2 separate regions of the Mus musculus genome follow, and region 2 is linked to region 1. The links are chromatin contacts, called in public HiChIP or PLAC-seq maps. All regions are on one chromosome and are shown on one strand. The core of a region is the stretch at or near the end of the contact, and the rest is flanking DNA. Distances in the headings are between cores, read along the strand shown. Region 1 overlaps Nipa1 (non imprinted in Prader-Willi/Angelman syndrome 1 homolog (human)). Region 2 holds the start of Nipa1 (non imprinted in Prader-Willi/Angelman syndrome 1 homolog (human)).

What was found. HiChIP or PLAC-seq counts read pairs in DNA pulled down with a chosen protein or histone mark.
Region 2: a contact with region 1 is called in an H3K4me3 HiChIP or PLAC-seq map of bone marrow-derived macrophages, with 2.2 times the contacts expected there. The contact joins the promoter of Nipa1 here to the enhancer-like site in region 1. A contact is called at or near these places in 3 of 39 promoter capture datasets (3T3-L1-derived adipocytes, the HPC-7 cell line and fetal liver), 1 of 15 datasets of contacts at CTCF or cohesin (the G1E-ER4 cell line), 12 of 484 Hi-C or Micro-C datasets (the C2C12 cell line, DN3 thymocytes, Sertoli cells and 8 more), 6 of 115 datasets of contacts at active chromatin or transcription factors (bone marrow-derived macrophages, embryonic stem cells and fetal liver) and 1 of 9 other capture datasets (pancreatic islet).

The regions. Positions count from the first base shown.
Region 1 is chr7:55,984,364-55,990,705 of GRCm38.p6, reverse strand. Nipa1 (non imprinted in Prader-Willi/Angelman syndrome 1 homolog (human)) reads left to right here. Exons shown (of 5, transcript NM_153578.3): 4 at 5,142-5,302. Among named protein-coding and RNA genes, the nearest start is that of A230056P14Rik, 25 kb to the right of the region's middle. Within about 2 kb of position 3,970, at least 51 of the 459 cell types and tissues checked have an H3K27ac peak or open chromatin away from gene starts, as enhancers often do. A contact at or near this core is called in the G1E-ER4 cell line, the HPC-7 cell line and bone marrow-derived macrophages, where this site is marked.
Region 2 is chr7:56,017,184-56,023,525 of GRCm38.p6, reverse strand. It overlaps Nipa1 (non imprinted in Prader-Willi/Angelman syndrome 1 homolog (human)), which reads left to right and starts at 3,926. Exons shown (of 5, transcript NM_153578.3): 1 at 3,926-4,117. The coding sequence starts at 3,958.

The sequences.
Region 1 (6,342 bases), core at 2,721-5,220:
GTGTGGTGGCGCACGCCTTTAATACCAGCACTCAGGAGGCAGAGGCAGGCGGATTTCTGAGTTCGAGGCCAGCCTGGTCTACAAAGTGAGTTCCAGGACAGCCAGGGCTATACAGAGAAACCCTGTCTCGAAAAAAAAAAAAAAAAAAAGAAAAGAAAAGAAAAGAAAAGAAAAGAAAAAAGAAATAGAAATGAAAAAAAAAAGCATCCCCTCCAAGAATTGGGAGACAAACTCATTTATGCTGAGAAAGCCAAGAACTTAGGGGGTAGTTAGTTATTATGTCCATTTAGCAGAATGATTACAGGTTTTAGCCATGCACAGGTTTTTGTTTGGTTGGCTTTGGTTTTGGTTTTGGCTCAGTTAATTCTTCCATCGTATGGTACATAAAGTGGTTGGTTAGTCTCATACCATCTTTTCCACTCTTAACCCAGTGGGCATAGTAACCCAGTGCCAAAGTCAATCATTATTGGAGCTCAAGGGCTCACATCTGGGTAAATTTATTATTTCTCTTTCCCTATAGAATACATAGCACGTTCCAGGACTGATGGCTACTGGGAGAGGTGGAATCACTTTTCTTCAGAGATACTGGCCCTGAGAGACTAGCCATGCAAACGGTCTCATACCATGCTCATACAGACAGCGTTAAATGTTCTCAGTTGATATGAAAGGGAAGGGCGGGAAGGAAGGGGTGTATAGAAGGAGGGATGGGAACATGACATTGGGAGAGAAAAGTAGGGCGTGGGGTGGGAAGGAATTAGAGAGATGGAATAGAATCCAGTATACTGAGTCCAAGTACACATGTATGGATACTAAATAAAAATTAAAGTTACATGAACCAAAGTAAATGAAATAGGAATAAATTTCACAAAAAAAGGGCAGTCATACTCTGAAAACTATGAAAGTCTTTCGCAGTCTTCAAGAAGATGCTAGTGCCAAAAGATATTTCTGAGTGTACTTAAAGGAGATATAATAAATTGCCCATAATTTACAGGCCAGGAAAAAAAAATATTACCATAGTAGTGCTCTCATTAATCTGTAGGTTCCGCACAACTCCATCAAAATCCCATCTGAATTCTTCGTAGAAATTGGCACACTGTTCCTAAAATGTATATGCAGATGGAGAAATTTTTAAATAGATGAACAATCTTGAAAATATAAAGAAAGCTGGAAGAATGACACTTTCCAATTTCAAGACTTCTTTCAAAACCCAGTGATCAGGGGCCAGAGAGATGGCTCAGCAGTAAAGAGCACTGACTGCTCTTCCAGAGGTCCTGAGTTCAATTCTCAGCAACCACATGATGGCTCACAGCCATCTGTAATGGGATCTGGTGCCCTCTTCTGGTGTGTCTGAAGACAGCTATAATTGTACTCATATACATAAAAAAAAAATCTTTAAAAAACAAAACAGTAATCAAGCTGCATGCTGTGGTGTGTGCCCGTAAGCCCAGCACTTGAAAGGCTGATGCCCGGAGACTTCAAGATTGAGATGAGACTGGACTTCATAGTGAGCCCTCATCTTAAATAAAATAAAATAAACACTACAGAAATCAAAACCTGGATTATGGCCAGGTATACAAATTGATAAAAATAGGATTGGGATTTCAGAGATACACTGATAGTCTTACAATTATTTCTTACCAGAAATACTGAACTAACTCTATAAGAAAGACTAGGCTTTCTAAAAACTGTGCTGAAGGGCTGGGGCGGTAGCTCATGTGTGTCCACTTTTGCCACGTCGACTCAGCATTGTTCTGAGCACATGCAAGCTCCTAAGCTTGACCCCAGCACTGCCAGAATGGAGAAAGAAACCAAATGGGGCCAACAAACAGGCTGACATTGGCATGCAAATATTCAAAGTTGTTGCTTTTATCTCACCACACAAAAAGGAACTCAAAATCTGTCCAAGAGCTAAAACTGGCAGACTCCTAGAAAAAAAAAACAACAACAGTTTAAGTCACTATAATTTTTAATCAGGGAATGGGCTATTTAAGTATGATACCAGAATCACATGAAGAAAAAATAAACTATATACCAAACTTAAAATGTCTATTCTGCAGAGAAATGAAGGTTGGAGGGAGACTTGATTGGGATGTCCAGGGTGAGTGGCAGGAAGGAGTTGGGGTAGACCTAATCAAGGTGCATTGTATCTTGTATGAAACTGATAAAAAGAATAAATTTAAAATAACCAGTGGTCTAGTGCGAAGACTCGGCAGGTAGAGATATCTTTACTGCCATCAGGTTTGCTGCCAGACCTGGTGGATGACCTCCGTTCACTCCTAGAGTCCACATTAAGTAAACAAACTTCCCTAAGTTGTCCTCTGACCTCTAACATAATGCGGACTATAGAATTTTCGCGTACACACACATACACAACACATGAATAAACATTTTAAACACTATGTTCCAGAAACTGCCATCAAGAAAAGAACATTCAGAATAGGGAAAAAAAAAGTCTCAAATTATGTGTACGATAAGGAACTTGTACTTCCGTATATAAGACTTATAAGTCATCAATAACCAACTCTTTTTTTAATAACCAACTTTTACGTGTGGCTATTGCATTCTGGTCTTTTGCAGTGGGGTGGGAGGTGATCTGGCCTTGTGACCCAGGCTCATTATCTTTCCGCTTTTGTTTATGGCAGGCCCTTTCAACCATGGCACAGTCTGATGGCTGTCCCAGGTGAACCTAGCTCTGGTTTTTGTTCTGTGACCCTCCCCCTTGTGTTCATGATTCTTTGGGCAGCAACATAGACCCCTACCTTTATTACTTTTCTATTGCTGTGGCAAAGCACCTTGATCAAGGCAACTTATAAAGCAAAAAGTGTTCACTTTGGCTTACAGTTTCAGAGGGTGAGAGTCCACAATGGCAGAGCAAAGGGACAGCTGCAGAGTTTGTTGGTTGATCCATAAGCAGGGGGCAGAGACAGCACTGGAAATGGTTCCAGCCTTTTGAAACCTCAAAGCCCTCCACCAGTCTCACACTTCCTCCAGCAAGGTCACACCCCTAATCCCTTTCCAAACAGTTCCACCAACTAGGGATCAAGTAGTCAAAAATATGAGCCCTGATTTAAGATATAGGCATGTTTTTGCCATGGTTTTCTCATTATATTATCTCAGCAATGCAGTTTACTTTCCAAACTGGATGACTAGGCCTCCTTTAGGGCGAAACTGTAGGTACAGTATAGTATAGTATACTGTGTTGACTTCACACAAAGTAGTATAAGACAGGAGGTGGGAACTATGTGCAGGTATTCAGAAAATGATAGCCCCAGGTGTGGTGTGTTGACAGGGTGAGCCTTCCAACTCTGGTCGCTAACCTGTGCCTTCTTACCCCTGGTCTGTCTAGTCATCTTCCATTCTCTTTGTTTAACAAAGTACAAGTTAAGGATTTCTCAGTTCACTTAGTATATTTCTTCCAAAGTAGATGTAATCTTAATTTACACTTACTAATAACCCCCTCCCAGTATTGAATAACTAGGAAAGGCGAGCCACTGACCGAGAGAGAGTCTAGAGTCGAGCATCATCACCTTACTCAGGCACCTGTTAAGGGCATCTGAAAAAATCAACTGATTCTCTGCAAAAGACAAGTTTTTTTTGTTCCTCAGTTACTGTGGCTCAAGGCTACCTCCTCCCAGGGCTGAGAGGAGCCCTGCTCATCCACTTCTTCAGTCTTGCCCTGCAGCCACATACCTCTCTCTCATCCCCTGGGAAGGCAACGTTTAAGTTCTAACCATATAGCCTTAATTTTATTTATTTATTTTTCTGGTTTTGTTTGTAAGTATTTTTAATTAATTTTTTTAGTTGGGACCCAGAGTGATGGGTTTCATTATGACCTTTCATGCACTTGGTTCTTTCTCTACCCACTGCTGCCCTCTCCTGGCCGCTTTCTGCTTGCTGTTTGCTTGGATTCCCCAAGGCAGCCCCCTCCCTTCTGCCCGTATGGAACCGTATTTTATTACGGTTCCAGTTCCCTCTTCGAAGCCTCGCTTTAGACCTCTGCCTTCCTTTTCTGATGACTCACTTTCCCAGTAACATCGCAGGCTGGAAACTATGTTAATGCCCAGCCATTGACAAGACATTTATGATGTGAACTGCCTGAGTGTAGTGGCTCATGGGAGACTAAAGCAGAGGCCAGCCGGGACTACACAGTGACGTTCTGTCTCGTTTAACTTTGTTTCCCTAAAAAATACAAATGATAATACACACTAGATGATTTTGGGTACTTTTTTCCCCTGTCAACTGTCTATTATCAGTTCATTTCAGCAAGAATAAGGGACATTTCTCCTGCTTCTTCATTAGCTTGTAGCCTTAGTTTCTATGTGGATCCTGTCTGGGGACTATTGGTCAAAGTAAATAATCCAGTATAACCATGAACCATTGCATCCTGTTCTTGGATGGTCATGTCCTCTGAATATCTTCGGTATTAATAACAGCACAATAGGAATGACCTAGTGGAAGCCCATTTTTCCCCATTCAGGTTGGATGCTGATGTTGTAAAGGGAAAAGAGATGAACACACTGATACCTACACATTTCCTGTATTTGAAGAAATAGTGCCAGATCTTTTAAGTTTTGAATGTTAGTGAGAAGTAACCATTCTGTATTCCTTCTTCCATACTTCAGTTGCTGTTAGCATTTCTGAATTTATTTATTTGTTTATTTATTTATTTATTTATTTTGTGTCTATGTGTGTTATTTGTTTTTTTTTTTTAAGTAAAGAAGAAATTTTTTGGTCAATAATAAAATTTCCTCTTCTCATATATTTTATATCTATATGATAATTAAAACTATTCCATGATATGAGTTACGATGTTACAATCTACATATTGGTTATACATGAAAATGTATAAAAACCCAATTGTGCTGAAAAAAAAAACTTCAATAAATATCTAATGGGAAAGTTCGTTTTTCTCTTTGTAAAAAGTGAATGCTGGGCAGGATGTACATGGTGCTCAGTGTTAAAGCATACACAGGGCCCTGGATTTGATTCCCAGTGCTAAAATACAAATAAAAACATTAAAAAAAAAACAATGAAAATAAAATACACCTATTAAAAAAGTATGAATCTTCTAGATAAAGTATCTTCAACTAGTAAAAACAAGTTTGACTTAAACTATAATGATTTCTTTTCCTTAATTGAAGGTCCATTTTAGCTTCTTACCTTCTGAAGGAAAAGCTCAACATCTTGGGCAAGTTGGGCTGTCTGCTAAGCTGCGCAGGTTCTGTCGTGCTGATCATCCATTCCCCGAAGTCTGAGAGTGTGACCACGCAGGCCGAGTTGGAGGAGAAGCTGACCAATCCAGGTAACTCGTTCTTAGCAGAGCGGGTGGCTCGGTGTGTTTCCTGGGGAAGCCAGACAGCTCATACTACCACTCTGTCGTGATGATTTCCGGCAGGGCAGGGGTACAATGTCTACTCCGATTTAGACCATGATTGGCTGTCCATTTTATGTGTGTACATCAGCTGGCTGTGAGGACATGCCAAACCCAATTTTCAGAGGTACTCTTAAGTTTGGTTTGATTACGTGGAGACCTCATATTTCATGAAGCTAGTTAAGACCTTTTTTCCCTTTGGTATTTTATGTCTGTTGTCTTAGTTACTTTTCTGTTGCTGCAACAAAACACCATGGACATGATAGCTTATGAAACAAAACATTTACTTGGCCTCATGGTTTCAGAGCTTGTGGTTAAGAGTCTGTGATGATGGAGCAAAGGAATGTTGACCAGAACGGCTGAGAGCTCACGGGCTTGATCCTCCACAGGCAGGAGGCTCAGAGACAGCAATGGGGCTCGCATAACTTATTTGAAACCTCAAAGCGTGCCAGCAAGTGACACAGCTCCTCCAATGAGGCCACTCTTTTCTTTTAACCCTTCTCAGATAATTCTACCAACTGGTGATCAAGTATTAAAATATACAAACCTGTGGGGGGAGGTCATTTTCATTCAAACCATCATCTCTGCGAACATTTCACATTTTAATATTTCCTTATTCTCATAAAGTTTGTATTTTCTGAGTATGAGAATAAAGACAAAGGCGTTAAAAAGTTGACAACTCTGCTGTGAACTAGGCAAGGGTGCCCCGAAAGGTTCATGCGATTTCCAGAGGAGCAGATCTATAAGTTATCTTTCCCCAAGCCAGGAATGGAACTTCGGCCTATGCAGGCTAAGTAAGCCTTGCCCCTCTGAGCCCTATTCCCAGCCCCCTTACTTGTGATGGGTGTGAATGTTCCCACTTATTTATCCATTTGTAACTTATATATGTATAACTATGCTATATTATTTTTATCTTTGATATGCCTCTGTACACATGAGTACAGGTGCCCTTGGAGGTGAGAGGTGTCACA
Region 2 (6,342 bases), core at 2,677-5,176, 33 kb before region 1:
ATGGGTCAAGCATTCAAACACATTTAAACCACCACACTGATGCAATTGCCTAATTATGCAAAAAGGTTAGAGAATGATTAAGAAGGTGTGAATTCTTATGGGGCTAACTACCTTTGATTAAAAAAAAAAAAGATTAAAACAAGAGTAAAAAAAGAAACAGCAATAAAACTTGTTAGGTTTCTGAGGCAACATAAAGAAATGGCAGAAAGAGATCAGAATCCGACTTTACCAGACAGAATTGTATTCGTTAGTGCATACAGCAAGGAACAGCCTCTTTCTTGTGAGCAATGGAAGGGTCTGCCAAGGGAAAAAGATAATTACAACCCTTTTTAGGGGCAGGCTGACAGGCTTTGTGAATGAGCAAATTGTTGTAGCCATAGCCCACATTTCTCTCCTGGAGTGTCTCCTTCCTGAAACTGTTTGCCCAAGGTGAGACAGACTTCCTTGGGCGATGGCTGTTCCTATAGATATTTCTTTCTGTGCTGATGGATAACAGCTGATCAGGGTCATCTGCAATCTCTTGGATTCCTGTTTTCACAACCAAGGCACAGTATCACTAACCACCATTGATAGGGAAAAAGTATCTACCTTTCAGGCATTATACAGAAAAAGTTTCCAAATGGCCTCAAAGGTCTAGTTTGTAGATGAAAAACAAACACTATGCAATAAGAAAACACCAAGGAGATTATAGGAAATGGGTTATTGCAATTACACCAATTAACAGGAATTGCACAGGATGTTGACTGGTTGTCAGGTACACATTTTAATAATAAGTAGGGCAAGGTACTAGAGCAATAAATAACCTCAAAGGTTCAAGAAAATTGTTTTTTTACAAATATGTGTTAGTTATTTTTCTATTGCTGTGACAAAAAGCAATGATGATCGAGACCACTTAAGTGTTTAGTTGGGCTTACAGCTTCCAAGGGTTAGAGTCCATGATTTTCACACAAACACAGGGTGGCAGGAACAGCTGAGATAGTACATCTTGATCCACACGTAGGAGGCAGAGAGAGCTAACTGGGAATTGCAAGAGCCTTTTGAAACCTCAGAGCCCACTACCAGTGACACACCTCCTCCAACAAGGCCACACCTCCAAGTACTAAACATTTCTACCAACTGGGACCAGCATATGAGCCTATAGGAGCCAATCTCATTCAAATGGCCACCTTTCACTTCCTGCTGCTCTGCTACCTTCATTTGCTGAAATTACACATGGGAGTTACTGCTTATTTCAAGAACTGGTGTTTTGTTTTGTTTTGTTTTGTTTCTGTGCTAACAATAATCTAGAGCTTAGTCAAGTACTCTGATACTAAGCTACATCCCCAGATCCTTTTTGAGACAGCCTCATTGGCCTAGAACTTGAAATTGTCTTCTCATTGTCTCCTGAGTCCTGGAATTATACTACTCTCCTTGGCTTAAAAGTAATTTAGAAAATAAGAAGCTTAAATAATGGTATTTTGACCATTGCAAATGAATGAATGCTAGTGTGAAAGTTTATATGAAGCGTCCGTTTTCTAAAAAAAAATTTTTCACTTTTAACTACATATATGCATGTGTATCTGTATGAATCATATGCACTTAAGTGGTCAAAAAAATAAGCTTTGTGATATTAAAAAATAATAATAGGCTGGAGAGATCCCTTTTTTAATTAAGAATATGCTTTGGTCTTGTGAAGACCTGAGTTCGGTTCCCAGATCTACGGTAGCACACAATAGCCTGTAACTCCAGCTCCAGGGGATCCAACAGCCTCTGCAGGTACCTGCTCTCAAGGATACACACATATACATATGCCTACACACACACACACACACACACACACACACACACACACACACACAGTTACTAGTAAAAATAAACATTTTTTTAAAAAGCAGACACTTCATATAAACTTTTATACCTGTCTTCATTGCAGCTTAATTCACAATGGTTAAAAGATACAAGAAGGAGCTGAAAGATGGCTCTGCCATAAAGAGTACTCGCCGCTCCTGCAGAAGACCTGGGTTTAGTTTTCAGCAGTCATGTGGCAGTTCACAACTATCTGTAACTCTAGATCCGGGGAAACCAGGGCCCTCTTCTGACTTCTACAGGTATCAGGAACACAACTAGTACACACACACATACATGCAGGCAAACATACAGGTAAAAATATTTTTAAAAAGAGATGCAGATAAATTAACAAAATGCTACATATGAATATGACTGAATACTACTCATGCGTAAAAAAGGAATGAAGTTGTTAAAATTAAATGTGGTACAATGTGTTTCAACCCTGAGTATATACTCCAAGCAATAGGCTAGTCACCAGGGACATTCACCATAATGTGAAACAGCCAGAATAGGCAAATTCACAGACACTAAGAGCTAATTGCCGTCTATCTTGGCTTGCGGTGATGTAGAAATGAAAGTGATGGAAAAGTTTCCAAAGAGAATAGTGGCAAATGCAGCTGTGCACTGGGAACATAACTATTGCCACTGGAGTGCACATATAAAAATGGTTAAAATAGTTAGGTCACAAAGCAGGCTGACAATATCCGAAGACAACCGCTCACACCAGGCCAGGTTCTTACCCAGTGAACAGAAAGGTTATTATTGAGTACACAGGAACCTAAATTCAGCGTTCCTCAATTTCTGGGGGACAGAAATTCCCTCGCTCTTCCCTGACCTCAGGGAAAGGTCACCTGGTTTCTGATCAGCTCAGTCTGTAAGAGATCCAAGTCCCTACACCAACTCTCAGACTGTCTGGCCGGCAGGTCTCCTCCCCATAAATCTGACAAGGCTCATTTGGCAGGATGCTATTCTCCAGTCTGAATCAGCCTGGCAGTTTGTCCCCAAAAAACCATCTTACTACCCTAGTTCAGTGGTTTCATTTGCCTCACTGACAGAATTGGTGACTTTTATGAGTAAATTATCACCCGGAAGGAAACAACGGTAGACTGGCTTAGTAGAGTGTTGGTGGGGATGGTTTTTGAAGACAGGGTTTCTGTGTAGCCTTAGCTGTCCTGGGACTCGATCTGAAGAGCAGCCTGGTCTTGAATTCACAGAGATCTGTCTGCCTTTGCCTCCTGGGATTAAAGGCCTTCAACACACTGCGCGGCTAACCATTCAGTAGTTTCAGTGCATAAATAGTCCAATTTTATATTGCTTCGGCAATAATACTGCGTTATAGAGTTTCAAAAAGACATGTATACTTCCTAAACCAACTTTTTTTTAAATTAAGTTTTCAATATAGCATGATTATAGAATAGAGAAACAAACACTTGGAGCAACCTAACAACCAACAATCTGATGAATGGTTTGATACAATATATTTTCATAGACATCACACAGCTATTAAAACAATAATTGTGTGATAACATGGAAATAGATTGCTACATAACACTCAATAAAAGAGAAAAAAATGTGCATTGCCTTTGAAAGCGTGGGAATGGCCCAGAATACTTAAGTGAGAGTTGGCGAAGTGAGTCAAAATAACTTTCCCTTATAATCTTGATATACTTTATTAAGAATTAAAATGAAACACTACAGTATGATCACAAGGTCAATGATCCAGAGTGAAGGTAGCGGACCTCCCAGGGAGCAAAGCAGCAAAGAAGAAAGCATCTCTTTGGTAGTACAGAACAGAGTTCCTAGAAGACCTGAGCTCCTCTGGGGACAGCTTGACCATCCCCACCAGACGCCCTAGGGCTCTTGGTACTGCAGAGCTTTCTGCCCCAGGCGCTGCACCAGCACGCTCTACGGAATTATTATACTATCCACACAGACCGCAGAAGCCTTTCGGCTCCTCCTCTGATCCCACTGCATGCTTCCCATCCACCCCCTAAGCTCGCTCCCACCCCTGTCTTACTTCGCAGTCCGACCCCGAACTCCGGCTCCCTCTCTGCCCCGCCCCGCGCCGCTCCTTCTCCAAGCCCGTGGGGCGCGGCGCGCGCACGCGCAGCGGAGGGCGGCGCGGGCGGCATGGGGACTGCGGCGGCGGCTGCGGCGGCCGGGGAGGGGGCGCGCGGCCCGAGCCCCGCCGCCGTGTCGCTCGGCCTGGGCGTGGCTGTGGTGTCCAGCCTAGTGAACGGGTCCACGTTCGTGCTGCAGAAGAAGGGCATTGTGCGCGCTAAAAGGCGAGGTAGGGCGGGCCGAGGTCGGGCCGGGGTCCGCACCACGCGTCTGCCGGTGTCTGTGCACAGAGCACGGGCCGGCTCCCCTGGCTACCCCGCAGGCATCACCTCCGCATTCTACGCGGTCTCCTTCTGTCTCTTCTCTGCGACCGGGGAGGCCTTATTCACTCTTTCAGGAGCCCTTCACCGGACATCTTGCCCCGTTCCTATACCTGTCCAGTCCTCCAACCCCTACCCCGCAGCAGAGCATCGGGACAGATGCTCAGCTTGGAGCCCTATGCCCAGAGGCCCTCACTCACCTACTGTCAGGCAGAGCTTCCTATTCATAGGATCCAGAGGTGGGTGGAGCCAGGCCTGCCTTTCACTTAGACTGGGCCGGGGTGCTCTTGGGAGAACACTTGGTGGTGTGAAGAAGTAAGGGTGTGTGGTGGGTCCAGAGGATGTACTGTCTTCATTGAGGTGCCCACTGTCACCTTGATTGCAAGGTCTGATCTTCCCGGCGGCTTTTGCCCTGGGATCCTTAGATAACTTACCTGTGGTTGTCTGAAGTGTCTAAAGCATGAAGAAAACATCAAACAGGCATGCAAACGGGCCCCCCTACTGAGGATGCCCTGGGTCAACCCATCATCAGATATCACTCCATAGTGATAGGGAAGTGGGATAAGGCACAGAGACCTTCTTTGTCCATGCCATGTCATTGTGTTGAGAGGCCTGTGACAGGCACTGCATGTAAGAGGCAGAATACTTTGACGGGGAAAGTAAACATTGCTTTCAGAGAAACCAAGAAAGGCTTGTGGTTGGAGCCACAACCTCAAGGGCTCTAGGGGTAACGAGCTGGTTGCCAGTGTATGAGAGGTAAATACACTTACTAGTTCCAATTCCAGAACACGTTTGAAATTTTGACTAAGCTGTCTGGGTAGCCAGGAAGCTTCAGAAAAGAGACAAAGAACTGAAAATATTGAGCGAAAGTACAAAACCAGTAATGCTTATTTAAATAAATTTATTTCAAAATGAAAGCATTGCAATCCTAATAAAAAACCAATAGGATCTCCCAAGCCTGCAGATGTGTCTGTAATGTACAAACACATCTGGTATACATTAGGCAACTACGTTGGAGACTGTCAATGTGTACAGGCACTAAAATTGGGCAAAAGTGTTTGTTGTGACAAAAAATAAAAAAAATATATGTGTCTGTTATAGGATTGAGTAAGATGGGTACTTTACTTGTGTGGTATTCTTGCAAATCTCACAACACCAGGATAACCGTGAGAGCAACATGACAAAGTACACAAACAACAGCTGAGGAACATCATACAAAATACCTGTCTGGTCTTCCAATCAAGGCCATGAAATCTGAGGAATTCTCAGAGCCAGAAGGAATCAGAGGACACATACCTCTGGAAAAAAAAAAAAAAGTGTATTTACCTCTCATACACTGGCAACCAGGTCGTTACCCCTAGAGCCCTTGAGGTTGTGGCTCCAACCACAAGCCTTTCTTGGTTTCTCTGAAAGCAATGTTTACTTTCCCCGTCAAAGTATTCTGCCTCTTACATTAGAGGAAAACAAAAGGAATTTGAGTACAGACTTTAGTTAGGAAAAATACATTAATAAGATAAACCAATTGACTAGCAAGAAAGAGTGTGTTATTTTAGCTCAGTTTTTGTGTTCAATTAGAAAACAAAGACTAACCTAGAATTGTTTTTGAAGTTCTGGGTCAATTAACTACCCAAACCAGTCATGGATGCTTTTATTTATAACAGTGTACTGTATATTATATGTATGTATATATGTATGTACTTTAGAAAATAGTCTCTTACTGTGTAGCCCAGGCTGGTCTCAAACTCTCGATCTTCCTGCTTTAACATCCTGAGTAGCTGGGATTACAGGTATGTGCTACCACACATGGGTCCGTACTGTGCCTTTAAATTAATAAAGAGAAAATGTAACCTTCATTAATTTTTTTATTTTGTCACCTTCCACCAATTGCTATAGATTGAGATGATGGTGGAAGGCATTTAGTCTTGCCTTAGTAAATCTACTTTGTTTAACAAAAATTTTTGAAACTCTTATGCTATATCCTGTTATAGATACTGAAGCTACAGCAGTTTTAAAATCTATTCTCAGGCCAGATACCATGTCATGTGCCTATAATCCCAGCTTGAGCTTCTAAACTCTCATAAAATAAAGTAAAACAAACTTCCCATAATCTTTTGTCAGACCTACTTAAAGACCA